2 separate regions of the Mus musculus genome follow, and region 2 is linked to region 1. The links are chromatin contacts, called in public HiChIP or PLAC-seq maps. All regions are on one chromosome and are shown on one strand. The core of a region is the stretch at or near the end of the contact, and the rest is flanking DNA. Distances in the headings are between cores, read along the strand shown. Region 1 overlaps Ghr (growth hormone receptor). Region 2 overlaps Gm2093 (predicted gene 2093).

Evidence for each region. HiChIP or PLAC-seq counts read pairs in DNA pulled down with a chosen protein or histone mark.
Region 2: a contact with region 1 is called in an H3K27ac HiChIP or PLAC-seq map of the NIH/3T3 cell line, with 6 times the contacts expected there. The contact joins two enhancer-like sites. A contact is called at or near these places in 7 of 39 promoter capture datasets (the C10 cell line, HPC-7-derived erythroid cells, frontonasal cranial neural crest and 3 more), 1 of 15 datasets of contacts at CTCF or cohesin (the NIH/3T3 cell line), 10 of 115 datasets of contacts at active chromatin or transcription factors (the NIH/3T3 cell line, astrocytes, cardiomyocytes and 7 more) and 1 of 9 other capture datasets (adipose tissue).

What each region holds. Positions count from the first base shown.
Region 1 is chr15:3,353,029-3,359,301 of GRCm38.p6, forward strand. All of the region lies in intron 3 of Ghr (growth hormone receptor), which reads right to left. All of the region lies in intron 4 of Gm41254 (a long non-coding RNA gene), which reads left to right. Among named protein-coding and RNA genes, the nearest start is that of Ccdc152, 53 kb to the left of the region's middle. Within about 2 kb of position 3,468, at least 27 of the 459 cell types and tissues checked have an H3K27ac peak or open chromatin away from gene starts, as enhancers often do. A contact at or near this core is called in the NIH/3T3 cell line, where this site is marked.
Region 2 is chr15:3,997,229-4,003,501 of GRCm38.p6, forward strand. It overlaps Gm2093 (predicted gene 2093), which reads left to right. Exons shown (of 3, transcript NR_045740.1): 2 at 177-256. Among named protein-coding and RNA genes, the nearest start is that of Gm2093, 4.3 kb to the left of the region's middle. Within about 2 kb of position 3,498, at least 11 of the 459 cell types and tissues checked have an H3K27ac peak or open chromatin away from gene starts, as enhancers often do. A contact at or near this core is called in the NIH/3T3 cell line, where this site is marked.

The DNA of each region.
Region 1 (6,273 bases), core at 2,218-4,717:
TATACATGCAATAATGATTAATGAAAAATGAGGTCATGAATTTGAAGGAGAGTGAAGAGGGGCATATGGGAGGGTTTGGCGGGGGTGGGAAATGGAAGGGAGAAATTTTGTAGCCATATTATAATCTCAAAAGAAAAGAAAAGAAAAGAAGAGAAGAGAAGAGAAGAGAAGAGAAAAGAAAAGGAAAGGAAAGAAAAGAAAAGAAAAGAAAAGAAAAGAAAAGAAAAGAAAAGAAAAGAAAAGAAAAGAAAAGAAAAGAAGAGAAAAGAAAAGAAAAGAAAAAAGACTGAGATCCGTGGATTGGGTACTTATGTGCTAACTCTTTCCAATTGGACTAGTGGGTCTAAGTTCTGGCAGCATGTTATGATCACTTGGGATATTAAAAACAATACCTTGGAGGACTAATTTAATTAGATTTCAGTGATGCCTGAGCATTGTTGAAATGCTCTAGGTGACTGTGATATGTTGAGGATCACTGAATAGAACAATGAGCTTCTATAGCACAACAATGAGTTTCTCAAGTGTTTATACTGAAAGGCCCTTCAGATACTGAGTCTTGGGGGGAAACATGCCAAATAGGGATTGCATTATCAAAGTGAAGCAGCATGTACTGAATCCTGGGGAAGCGGGGTGTGGGGGGCACAATTCCATGTAATAAAGATGCAAAACTGCTTCTGTAGCTCTCAGAGGATGGCAACATGGTCAGCATGACTCTCTGCTGTCCATGATTGGTTTGGTGTCTCTCAAATAGATCAGGTCTTGACTTCCACTGGCATGGAGTGAACATGTGAGCTCACAGCTGTCTTCCAGGACTTCTCCCATTGTACTTTCTAATACACTACAAGAGTTCAGCTAAGAGTCCAACTGTGTAAGTTGCTGAGTCACGGAAGTTAGTGTAAAATTCTTGGAAGCAGATCCTGGGAGCAAGGTTGACTCTCAGGCTTCATCTCCGTGTGAGTCCAGAGAGAAGAGCTATGGTAAGCTTTGGCAGAGAGTTACAAATGCCCATGGATCACATCATTAATATAACCATGGAAAGATGAGCTTGGAAACTAGTGGGATTTGAGGTTGATTCTCAAATGTACAACTTGCTAGCAGAATTATTGTCCTTATTCTTTATAGTCACTGAGATGTGAGTTACACAGTACTTGACTTGTGGTTAGTTTTTGGCAAATAACTACTACCAGGACTGAGGAGAGCTACACACTATTTCTAGTGCTTTAGTAGGTCTAGATACAGCTGGGAATTGACTTTCAAGGAAAAACAGCAAAACTTTACTTGATCTTAGTCTTCATAATTAAAATTAAAATTAAAAATATTTCATAATTAAAATATGAACCCTTGGCAAGGTGAAACTCCTCATAGCTAACCAAAATGGAAGCATTTTTTTCTATTTGTCTACTCAGAATTTCTATATTAAGTATCTAGAATCCAACAGAACTTTTTACACCTCTGCACTTTGGGTATTTTAGACTAGGTAATCCATGTTCCCAGTGCCTTATTGTGCATTTGAAATATTTAACATCATTCCTACCCTCTGCCTACTAGATGCTAGGAGCACTCTTTGCATGATGGCCATGTCTCTCCACATTCCTAGAATTTACATCTTGGGCAACAGAATCACATTTGATGACAATAGCTTCTGAATGTAAATGTATCACAGAATTATAAAACTATTCTGATTACTTTTAACTTGAGTAATTGAAAAAATATTTTTTGTGTAAAGTACATGCATGCTATTTGTGTGTGTGTGTGTGTGTGTGTGTGTGTGTTGTAGGTATGAACATTTTATGGTATATGTGTATGGAAATCAGAGGACATGCTTCATTATTGGGTCTCACCTTCTTCCTTGTTTGAGACACATTTCTTTGTTCTTCATAATTGCCTATACCAAAAGAGATGATCCATGAGCTCTGGAGTATTGGAGATACATGCTGTTGCACCATGGGTTCTGGAAGTCTGAATTGAGTTCTCACACTTGCATGGCAAGTGTTTTGTCAACTGAGTCATCTCTTCAGTCTTCCCCCATCCCCTGACTTTGGATATAAGCAGAACATTTACTTAAGCATTGTGTAAAAGTATTCTAGAAGAGATTAGGTTCCTACTGTATGCCATACTCCTAGCATGTGCTTTGTTATTTCATACACACACTTCTGTGTATAAAATGTTGTGTGTTAGTGTTGTGATCCTCACTTATAGCTAACGGGATGCTTCTGAGAGGTCAGATAATTTCTTGACAAAACACAGATGCAGTAAATGGTAAAGCTGGAACATGAAACCACAATTTTCTCACTTCAAAGTTCTTCTCCCCATATGGTATGCTGTAGGATTTTTCATTCTTGGCATTAAGTTCAAAGAGTTATAAGCATCTATGAGCTGCTAGATAGCTGTAGAGACCAAGGCTAGAGACTAAGTGCTGTGGACACAATCTGAAAACACCTTATTTTTAACCTTTTACTCCATGTATGTAAGATAAATGGGAAAACATCATAATTATGAGAAACATATGCAATGCCTTCAGGATGTGCTAGATTTTTTTTTTCACAGAAATGAGAAACTGAAGATGTCCCAGACTGAAAAAAACCCGTCTGACTGATGGAGAAAATAAGACTCATAAGAACCCCAAATGAAACATTGTAACATATACTGAAAACACTATGTAGTGTTGTTTAAATAAAGGGGATGCAACATTCTAAGCTAGCTTGGGAAATAGGTTATTTACAGGAGCTCACTTCTAAATTTCCTTAAGAGGTCAGGAGGCTGGAGATATATATATGATTAGCCTATATATTGGTGGACAACAGTCCAGGGACAGCTCTCAAGAATAAAATCACTGCCTGCCATTTGGTCCTTCCTATTCAAGTCAGGAGCTCTGCTCACTTCTATCTATAACCAGAGGTCAGATATTCTCATAGAAATGACATTCATACAAGCACAGAGCTGTCTTCTGGGACATGGCTTTGGCTTATTTAGAGTCATAGATTCTTAGAGCTTGAAGCTAGCCAGACTTGCCATCCCATTTTACCACAAGCAGAAAAAGATGCTGTCTAAAGAGGGACCGAACTTCCAATGATCCTGTGGTTGGTAAAGAGTGAGAGTGTGTTCTACTGCCTCTATGAAGTAAAAATCATGGTTTCTGTTGTTTTGTGCTTACTATGTACCCAAGAGTTGCAAAGCCTAATTAATATCCAAGGGTACCATTTTCAGGGCTTGGCTTGCTCCTGAGCCCCTAGACTGTATGACAGAAAATTATGATGATTTTTAGGTCACAGCAATAAAGTGGAAGCTTATGAGAAATCAAAATGAAGAGTCATTCTGAATAGTAAGTTATGTTCCAGCATCCAATGAATTAAAATTTCACATGTCAAAAAAAAAAAAAAAATCACATGTCACTACATTTCAATACACTAGGTGGCAGCAAATAGGTATTTAGGTACACCGTCAATAGATAGGCAGACTGGAAACAAAATGAAACTAAGTCTTTGGGTTTAATGAAAGGGGATTAATTTCTTGATGCTCTCAAACATGTACGCCAAAGCCAGAGCTTTCTCATAAGCTTTCTTTACCAAGGTTGCCCTTACAAACTATTAGTGGTGGACAACTACAGCTTGGAGAGCTTGGAGCTGTTCAGGTTGCTGCTTTCTGGGGAGGCGTGGCAATAGGCTATATATTTCAAGAATGGAGAGTAACAGTCAGGGAGAGGGAATGGGCAGGTTTAAGGGAGCATGTTGCAGGATATGCTCCAGAATCAAAGGGCTGAAAAAGAGATGTTAGCAGGCTGGTGGGGAATCCTGGCAACAGAGATATTTGTTAAATTAAGTAAAATTAGTATCTACACGTTCAGCCATAGGGACCCAAAAGATTATCTAGTGTCGCAGTTGGTTATGTCAGGTGATCCATTAAGGGATAGAAAGAAATTAAGAGGGATTTCTAATACTGCGTATCAGATTCATACAGAGTCACTAAGCCCATGTACATGAGTCACATGCTATGGGAGGAACTTCACACAAAGAGTGGAAGGGTCATGATTCAGAGTGCCTGTTCATAAATTAATCCCTCATCTCTTGGCATTGCAGAAGTTTTTCAGGCTCTTCTTGGCTGATTTAAAGGGTATATGGACTGAAAAGATGTAGCTCAGCTATAACTGTCTTGTAACAAAGAAGTGGCTTAAAAGATTCATATAAAGAAATTTCAAATCAAAGATGAGCTGATAATGTTGTCTTACTGATCAGAATGCAGCCGATGGCATGCTCTTCATAGCCTTAGAACAAGCTCTCAGTTGCTCCAAGCAAATCCAATGGACGGTAGCCTCCAAATCAGAAAAGGCTCTGAAGACTACTCAAACAGAGATTAACTTCTATTCTTATTATGGATGGACTTCTAATTTGATGTGTACTGCAACACCTTTAAAATAACATGTTGATAAACAAGATATAGACTCTGCCTTCAAATTCCTGTTTTATAAACCACTAAATGAGAATTATCTCTCCCTAAATAAGTAAACTTGTTTAAAGTATATCTCAAGAAGCATTCTGCTCTAATAAATATTAAACACCTTTCAGAATATCATTTGATTCAGCTATATATAAAATTTAAATATGTATATATACATATGCATATAGATTATAGTGATATGTGTTGAATTCAGGGCCTGAGTAGAAGCTAAGAAAGCTCTCTACCACTGAGGTATATCCAATCCTATGAATTTATTTTTGTGTATAGCCTATGATAAACAAAATAGAGTACTATGTATGTGTAAGGAATTTTTAAGCATGTGAACATGCAAACTGGCTATATGACTATGATACTAATGGGCTATAGGATCCAGATTTTTATGACTTGAGACAGCTTAACATATTTATAAATAAATAAGTAAAATGAAGCAAGAGACCTAGACTCTCGGTCTTCTGAATTAGTCCACTTTCCATTACCATTAAGAACTATCTGATGCTGAGGAACTTATAAAGAAAAGACATTTATTTATTTATTTTGCAGTTCTGAGACTCAAGATCAAGCGTTTTGGCTTCAGTTCATCTCTGGTGAGGGGCAATGGAAGGTTGGGAGTGTGGTGAGAAAGATCTCATGGTGACATAGGACGTCAGAGGGACTAAGTAGTTTGTGTCACATGTTTTTAAAGAATATCTTTCTTGTGAATGAATTGTGATTTGCTAAGAACTATATTAATCTCTTCCAAAGCTAAGGTTCCCAATAATCTAAGAACCATTTTCTAAACACAGCCTCTTAAAGTCCCACCACCTCATAATACTGCCACACTGGGACCAAGTTTCTGACATGAATATTTTTGGAGACACACCATATAGAAACAATAGCATCTCTACAGAAAATAAACTGTCAGTTTGTTATTTAAACACTTCCATTTTATTCTCTTTGGCTTCCATATTTCCCCTGATGTTGCCAGCTATACACTTTTGTGCAAAGGTCCAAGATAGAGAGTTGAGATTTTTATTCCATTTTAATGCTCCAGATGCCTTCCTCCCTAAAGACTTCTCTGTTGGAAGCAGAGTTGCAGGAACATTTAAAAGGGAGTCACTTGCCAATCAAATAAAATGTAGCTATGTGGAAAGGAAGGGAGCAGATATCCAAAGAAAGCAATACTCTAGAGTGAGCCAACACTTTTCTTAACATTACATCTTCCCAATTAATCAAAACAGCTCTTAAAATTGTCTCCAGTATTTTGTGCTATATAAGGAATGACTTAAGTAAAAGTTGTGCACAGGTGTGGAGAAATCAGTTTGCTATATGAAGTGGACACATGGAGAGTTTCCCGTTCAGATGAGAGACTTCTCTGGCTCTGATGATTTCCCTGTGACAGACTGTCTTTTGGTTAATTCTTTTCTCCCCCTTTGCCTCCCTCCATTCTTTCCTTGCTTTCTGTTGGGGAGGCTCTGGCTCTGCATCCCTGGATGGCCCATAACTCACCATGTCGACCAGCCTGGGCTCAAACTCTCAAAAGTCTCTGTGCCTCTGCCTCTTGAGGGCTGAGATTAAAGATGTGTGCCAACACAACCAGCATCGTTCCTTTCTTTGTAGAGCTATGTTACTTGTAGTAATAGTTTATACAAACTGTACTAGAGAAGGTCTATCCCATTCCTGTGAGCAAATGCTTGGCATATGGACTGATGAATTCTAAGCCAGTGCCAGCAGAGGAGTTTGCTTGATCATCACTGGGCATGTGGGCTCTACCCCAGATCTATTGAATTGCTAGCCCAGGCATCTTTGATTTTAATCCTTCGTCTTGATTTTTATGGTTCT
Region 2 (6,273 bases), core at 2,248-4,747, 640 kb after region 1:
ACGGACATATATATGCAGGCAAAATGCACATAAAGAAAAAAATTACAATCATGATGATGCATCAAACTACAGTATTCTATATGGAAAGTCTTAACACTGGGAATTATTGTTCAACTGATATTTTGGTGTGTTCATTTTCAGAGAGAGAGTTGGAAATCTAGTCTTTTTTTTTTCAGATAAGGAGGAGAAGGATGAGACTGTTAACCTCCAAACTAAAGAATACATGATTCTGTGGTTTATTCAAGATCTTAACAAAGTAAGTTCTCATAGAAAGCTGGTTTCATCACAGAGAGACACCGGCAACAACCAGACCTTAGTAATTCACAAGGAAGTATTGAAACACAGAACCCTTGTACTAGAAAAAAAAATGCATTTCCCCTCCAAGTTATAGTTAGTTCTTTTTACTTTAGGAAATGCACATGAATAGAACAAATAAAAGATAAAAGCCATATTTTAAATCTCAGATGATTAGAATGTGCCAAAAATATGAAAGAAGCAAATTGATCACATTCGAACTACCTCCCTTTCCCTAACATACAAAATTTAGCTATATATCCAGCAAAGGAGAAATAAAATCATGTAGATTTTTACGAAAGATTTAAAGTTTTTAAATTTAAATATTTTTAAACAGAAATCTTGCTTGTCTCTGAACTACCAGTTCTGTTACTAATACCAATGGTTTGTAACATTGTTTTGGAAACTTCTCTCACTACCTTTGTTTGGGGTGGCGACAGACTTATTTTCTCATATAAGTGAACCAAATGACTAACAGTGATGTGTATGTGTGAATGTAATTACTTGCCACAGAAGGCTTCTATATACTAGGACCATTACATATTTATTTGGCTATGCATTCTGATTGTTGCCACTGCAACTACAACAGTAAATGCCTCTGCCATAACCCCTGCCCTCTCACAGTTTATCTAGTAAAGCAGTGTAGAGATAATAACAATACACAGCGAATTCAAAATTTTAGAATTATGGGAGGCACTAGGAAGGAAAATTAAAGAAGTAATATTTGATGTGAGATACTGAAGAAGAGGCTCCTCAAGAAATGATAGTGGCACCTAAATGATGGTAAAATTGGCCAATGGAGAGTAATAGTTGCTCAGCCAGAAGCCAATCAAGAGAGAGAAAACACATGATGTCCAGCATAGTGCTAAACACCTCAAGGTCCAGACTCGGGCAAGTGGTGAGCTAGAATCCTGAGTAGAATAGCAAGTCTTTGCTAAGACAAGCGAATGGGGCAAGGCCTCATGGTAATGCGAACATAGAAAATTCAACTTATGGAATTATGAAGCATTAGAATGACAGTGTATCTTTAAGAAGAAGAAAGCTCTGAAGAGCAAGAGTCACAGGTAGAGGAAATAGCTGTACTCGTGGAACGGTTCAGATCTTTCTGGAGAGCCCATGCCCATAGTTTACTGGGTGGCAGTAAGTCACTGGTTCACTTCAGAAAAATGCCCTGGAGCGCCATTTTGTAAAACTTTAAAGAAAAACAGAAAAATCCTCTAAGGCAGTGGTTCTCAACTTTTCCAATGTTGTGATCTTTTAATAATCTACTCATGTTATGGTGACCTGCTGCAGGAAATATTAAAAAGAATGGCAAATTCCCATGCTACACCCAGCCACTCTCAGGTCTCACCTTCCAGTTCTTATCTTGTGGAGACTCTCTAACTCAGAGCTCCAAAATCTCTCCACAGCTCCACCCAGTTCCTGCTGGTGGGTCACTACCATACCAGCCCTATGCTTCAAAACCTCCATGGCCTTTGTGATGCACATCTGGCAAACCTACTCTTTGCCACTGTACCTTTCGCTCTTAAACTCAGACGAGCCACCACATGGGGGAAAAAAAAAACCAAAACAAAACACAAACTTAATTCAGAAACAACGGTAACTCAATCGTTGGGAGCAACAACTAAAATCCTAACCTTATAAGCCTTATTAAATCTAAATCCTCTAGTGGTGAATCCTGTCTGATCCTCCATATAAACCGGGAGACACTAGTAGCTACATCTTGTCCTCTGGCTCCTCCTGCAAAAGGCCTAACTCTCCCCTGCTTCCAGTCTTCCTCTGTTTAACCAGGAAGTCCTGCCTACTCGCCCAGTGATTGGCTCCATTATTCATTAGGGGATGGTTCACAAGAAGTCACATGAGTATGTGACTCATTCCTCTTTCACAACCCCTCCCAGGAGAGTGAATTAGCATCAAAATACAAACAACCCCAGGGCTACCCACAACAGTGACCATTTACCATAAAATTTTATTGCTGCTGCATAATTGTGATTTTGCTGCTGTTATTAATATAGATATCTGATATGTGACTTCTGTGAAAGGGTCATTTGGTCTCTGAGAGTTTGTAACCTACAGGTTGAGAACCAGACTCCAGAGTTTTAGAGAAATCTGTTCATGGAGAAGTATCTCACAGCATGCTCACTAGTATAAAATTTCCAGAGTGATTGTTAGAACAAACTGGCAGTTGTTTTTATAACAATTTATAACCCAGAGAACTCTGGTTATCCATGGTAGGAGCCTGGTACCAGCAAGCTACCCATTTTTCAGAAGTCTGCCAAGAAAGTGTACTCATATTAGGAAAGACCTTTTACCTCCTGTATTGCCTTTTTAATTCCCCCTACAATCAAAATTTAATATCATATCTGCTGATAAAAGTAAAAATTGAAAGGGCCCAGATATGCTTGTACAAGTCAGCCAAGAGCTGACAGGCAAGAAATCTGTGATTGGCATGGAACAGAAGTTGGCATGGTCTTGAGTTGGGAAAGAGCTTAGCACCTTGGAAGAGTGAAAGAAATCCAGACAAAAGGTAAGAATAGAGGAGAGCTGACAGGAAGGTGAGGCCTTAGAACACATGTAGAGATTACATTGAGAACACATGCCTCCCTCTTAACCACAGGATGGCCCCCAAAATGTGTGTGTAAGCCATAACTTAGCCATGATGTTAATTGTCTATGGAACCTTAATTTCAACACAATGAAATTGACCCTTTATATCATCCTAGTGGACCAAGGGTAGGGGGATTCAATTTATACGAACCTGAGTCCATATGCTATCTCTGCTCTTTCACTGTATGATAACCAGAAAGCAAACTAAAATCTCTAGTCCTTAAGTTGTTCATTTATTGAATGAGGGTCATGATAACTATTCATCGAGTTGTTGTGGGGGCTAAATTAATGGATCTATGTAAGGTGTTAGTGATTTCCCAATATGTAGTGATATTATATAAGAATGAGTAAATGGTATTTAACTCCTGGTTGATCTTAGACATAATCCATTGGAATATATCTTTTCTTGTTGTATGCCATGAGTGGAAACTTCTGCTGTTGAAAGAGTTAGCTGAAGAGATAGAGTCTGTGGAAGTTAAGACCTTTTCTCTGCCTGGAGGCAGCAGTGCTTCTTTAGACCCACAATCAGTTCTGCTTGTACCCACAAGCACATCTAAAGATTTCATCACGAACCTCCATGCCATGGGTTTAGCAATAAAAAGAAGTGACTCAGTACTTGCTATAACTTGAATGAATCTCAAGGGAATGTTGAGTAAGAGAGAAAAAAAAAAGACTAAAAACTATATATGAGTTCATTTACTGTTCTTAAAGTGATGAAATGCCAGAGGAAGGGGAAACATTTTCATGGTCATCAAACTTAGGGATACAGGAGGGCGTGAAGAGGGAAGCATGTGAGTGTGGTAACAATACAACAACAGCAAGTGCTGTGGCTTTCCTGTTATTATTATTGTTTCACTGTGGTAACAGACACACGACTACTTGATCAAATTTCATAGAACCAAATATGCACGCAAACTGACATCACATAAAGTTGACAAAAATCTTCTAAATGTCTCTGGATTGTCCTAGTCAGTTTCCTTGTTAAACTATAATAATGTAGTTTTCCAAGATCCTTCTTTGTCTGGCAATGAATGTAGTGAAATTTTTCTACGATTTCTTCCAAACACAAGTGAATCTACAGCTATTAAAAAAAAAAAAAAACCAAAAACCAAAAAACAAAACAAAACAAAAAACGACAAAATGTTAACACTCTCCTGGTATAAAGCATCATTTAGAATAGGTTTTGACAGGTAAAGATAGAAGTGAAGCATTAAGAGGAACTTGCTTGTTGGAGAGATTGAAGTCAGCAAAACGACACAGAGAAGTGAAGGATATATTTAAGGTAAACCTGTGACTGAGTTTAGCAGAAGCCTAGAAAGCAAATAGGTAAGTATTATGAAGTAAAACTAGGCAAGAATGTAGGTTAGATCAGCAGTCAATGATGGCTTCAGAGAACAGAAGATAAAACACACTACTGAAATTGGTGATCTGAGATGAGATTGGGCCTGCTGTCCTACCAGGACATCATTTTTATGGTCCTCTCAGTTCAGTTGACCACTAGACAGAAAATATCCCTAACTATCTAGATGACAAGGAGATATAGTGCCACTTGACAGAGTACAGAGTTGTGTAGTATTCTGAGAAGCTAACAGATTGTTAAATATAAGCTATAAGTTGAGATGAGAGAGGGTGGTCTCCATAGCAATAGCTGTAAGGGTCAGATGTAAAGGGCAGAAAAGAGAGATATGTCTATTGATTGACGAAGAGGAAAAGTTCACAAGGAAACATTTTAATGGCTGAGATAGAGATAATAATAAATCAGGGTTACACCAGATGCCTTCATCAGCAGTTTAAAACCCAATAAAACCTAAAATCATATAAATGGTTGTTCAGAGAGTAACTTTTGAAAAATATAAACCTTTGACTTAGAAAAGTTATTTTCCTTAAAAATTGCCTTCCTTCCAAGCTCCTTAAAGATATGGCTGGCAATGTAGCCCAAAGACAAAGGAAAAGCTGTAGGTCTATAGGTTATTTCTACATCTGTAGTTAGCTCTTAGTTCCACTATTCTCATCATAGTAGCCTTACAAAAGATGTAAGATAATGAACATGATCAGATGATGCCTTTTCTAGCAATGGACTTTATACATGAGAACCTGCTCAGAATATAACAGTCACCTTTAATTAACATTTGAATAAAAGAATAGTTCCTTGTTAAAATAGATACTTGAGTGAAATATTCATTAGATTCTTTGATTGCACCTATGTTTTATCTGTTTACTCCCCATAAATGTCATTAAGAGTCAATGCAAGGTGTTTATAACCACTGGTTAGTCTTTTTCTCTTTTACTTTATTTTATTCTTTCCTTACTTAGTGGTATGGGCCAATATAGAAACTTCATGATTGTTATTCAGTGCAGAGTTTATATGAACTTCTAAATATAAAAAATCTGCAGACAGCATCTTCATTTCCATTATCTCTCCCATGCCATCTTTTCTCGTAGTCCCTGAAGACCATGTTGCACCTCCTTTGGCTCTGCTGAGCTGAGTTAGTCATCTCTGGTTAAATTTCAACTATTTAAGGCTTGACATCAGCACTCTTTTAAATTTGCTGAACACCAAAAGTCTCTTAACTTATAAATAACCCTTTCCTTTAGCAATAAGTAGAACCACAGTTTTTTTTGTTTGTTTGTTTTGTTTTATTTATTTATTTTTTTTAGATCTTTCCAAAGTAAATGCTAACTTGTGATAAAAAAGCACAAAACAAGATACAGGGTACAAATATCATGTATATATTGCAAAAGCCCTAACTATAGATTCTCACTGGGTACATATACAAGTATGCAGACAAAATACATACACACACATATATATGTGTTATATATGTATATGTATATATATAATATATATTATATATACATTGTATATACTTTTTTTTACAATGATAACTGGATTTCAGTTCCTAGCATCCACATGTTACCTCACAAGCATCAATACTGCCAGTTCTAGGAGATCCAATGTACTCTTCAGGCATCCACAAGCAGCAGATGATACTCTCAATAGGCATGGCCACCATAAATTTGTGTGTTTGAATGCTTGCCCATAGGGAATGACACTTTTATGAATTATGGCCTTGTTGGAGTAGGTGTGGCCTTTTTGGAAGAAGTTTGTCACTGTGGGAGATGGGTTTTGAGGTCTTTGGGCTCAACTACACCTAGTATAGTATACAGTATAACACAGTCTCCTTCTGCTGCCTGTGGACCAAGCTGTAGAACTCTTGTGTCCTCCAGCACCAAGTCTACCTGCATACTTCCTACCAGGATAACAATGGACTAAACCTCTAAGACTGCAGGCCAACCCAAGTTAAATGTTTTTCCTTTAGAAGTTGCCATGGTCATGGTGTCTCTTCACAGCAATGAAAACACCTAACTAAGA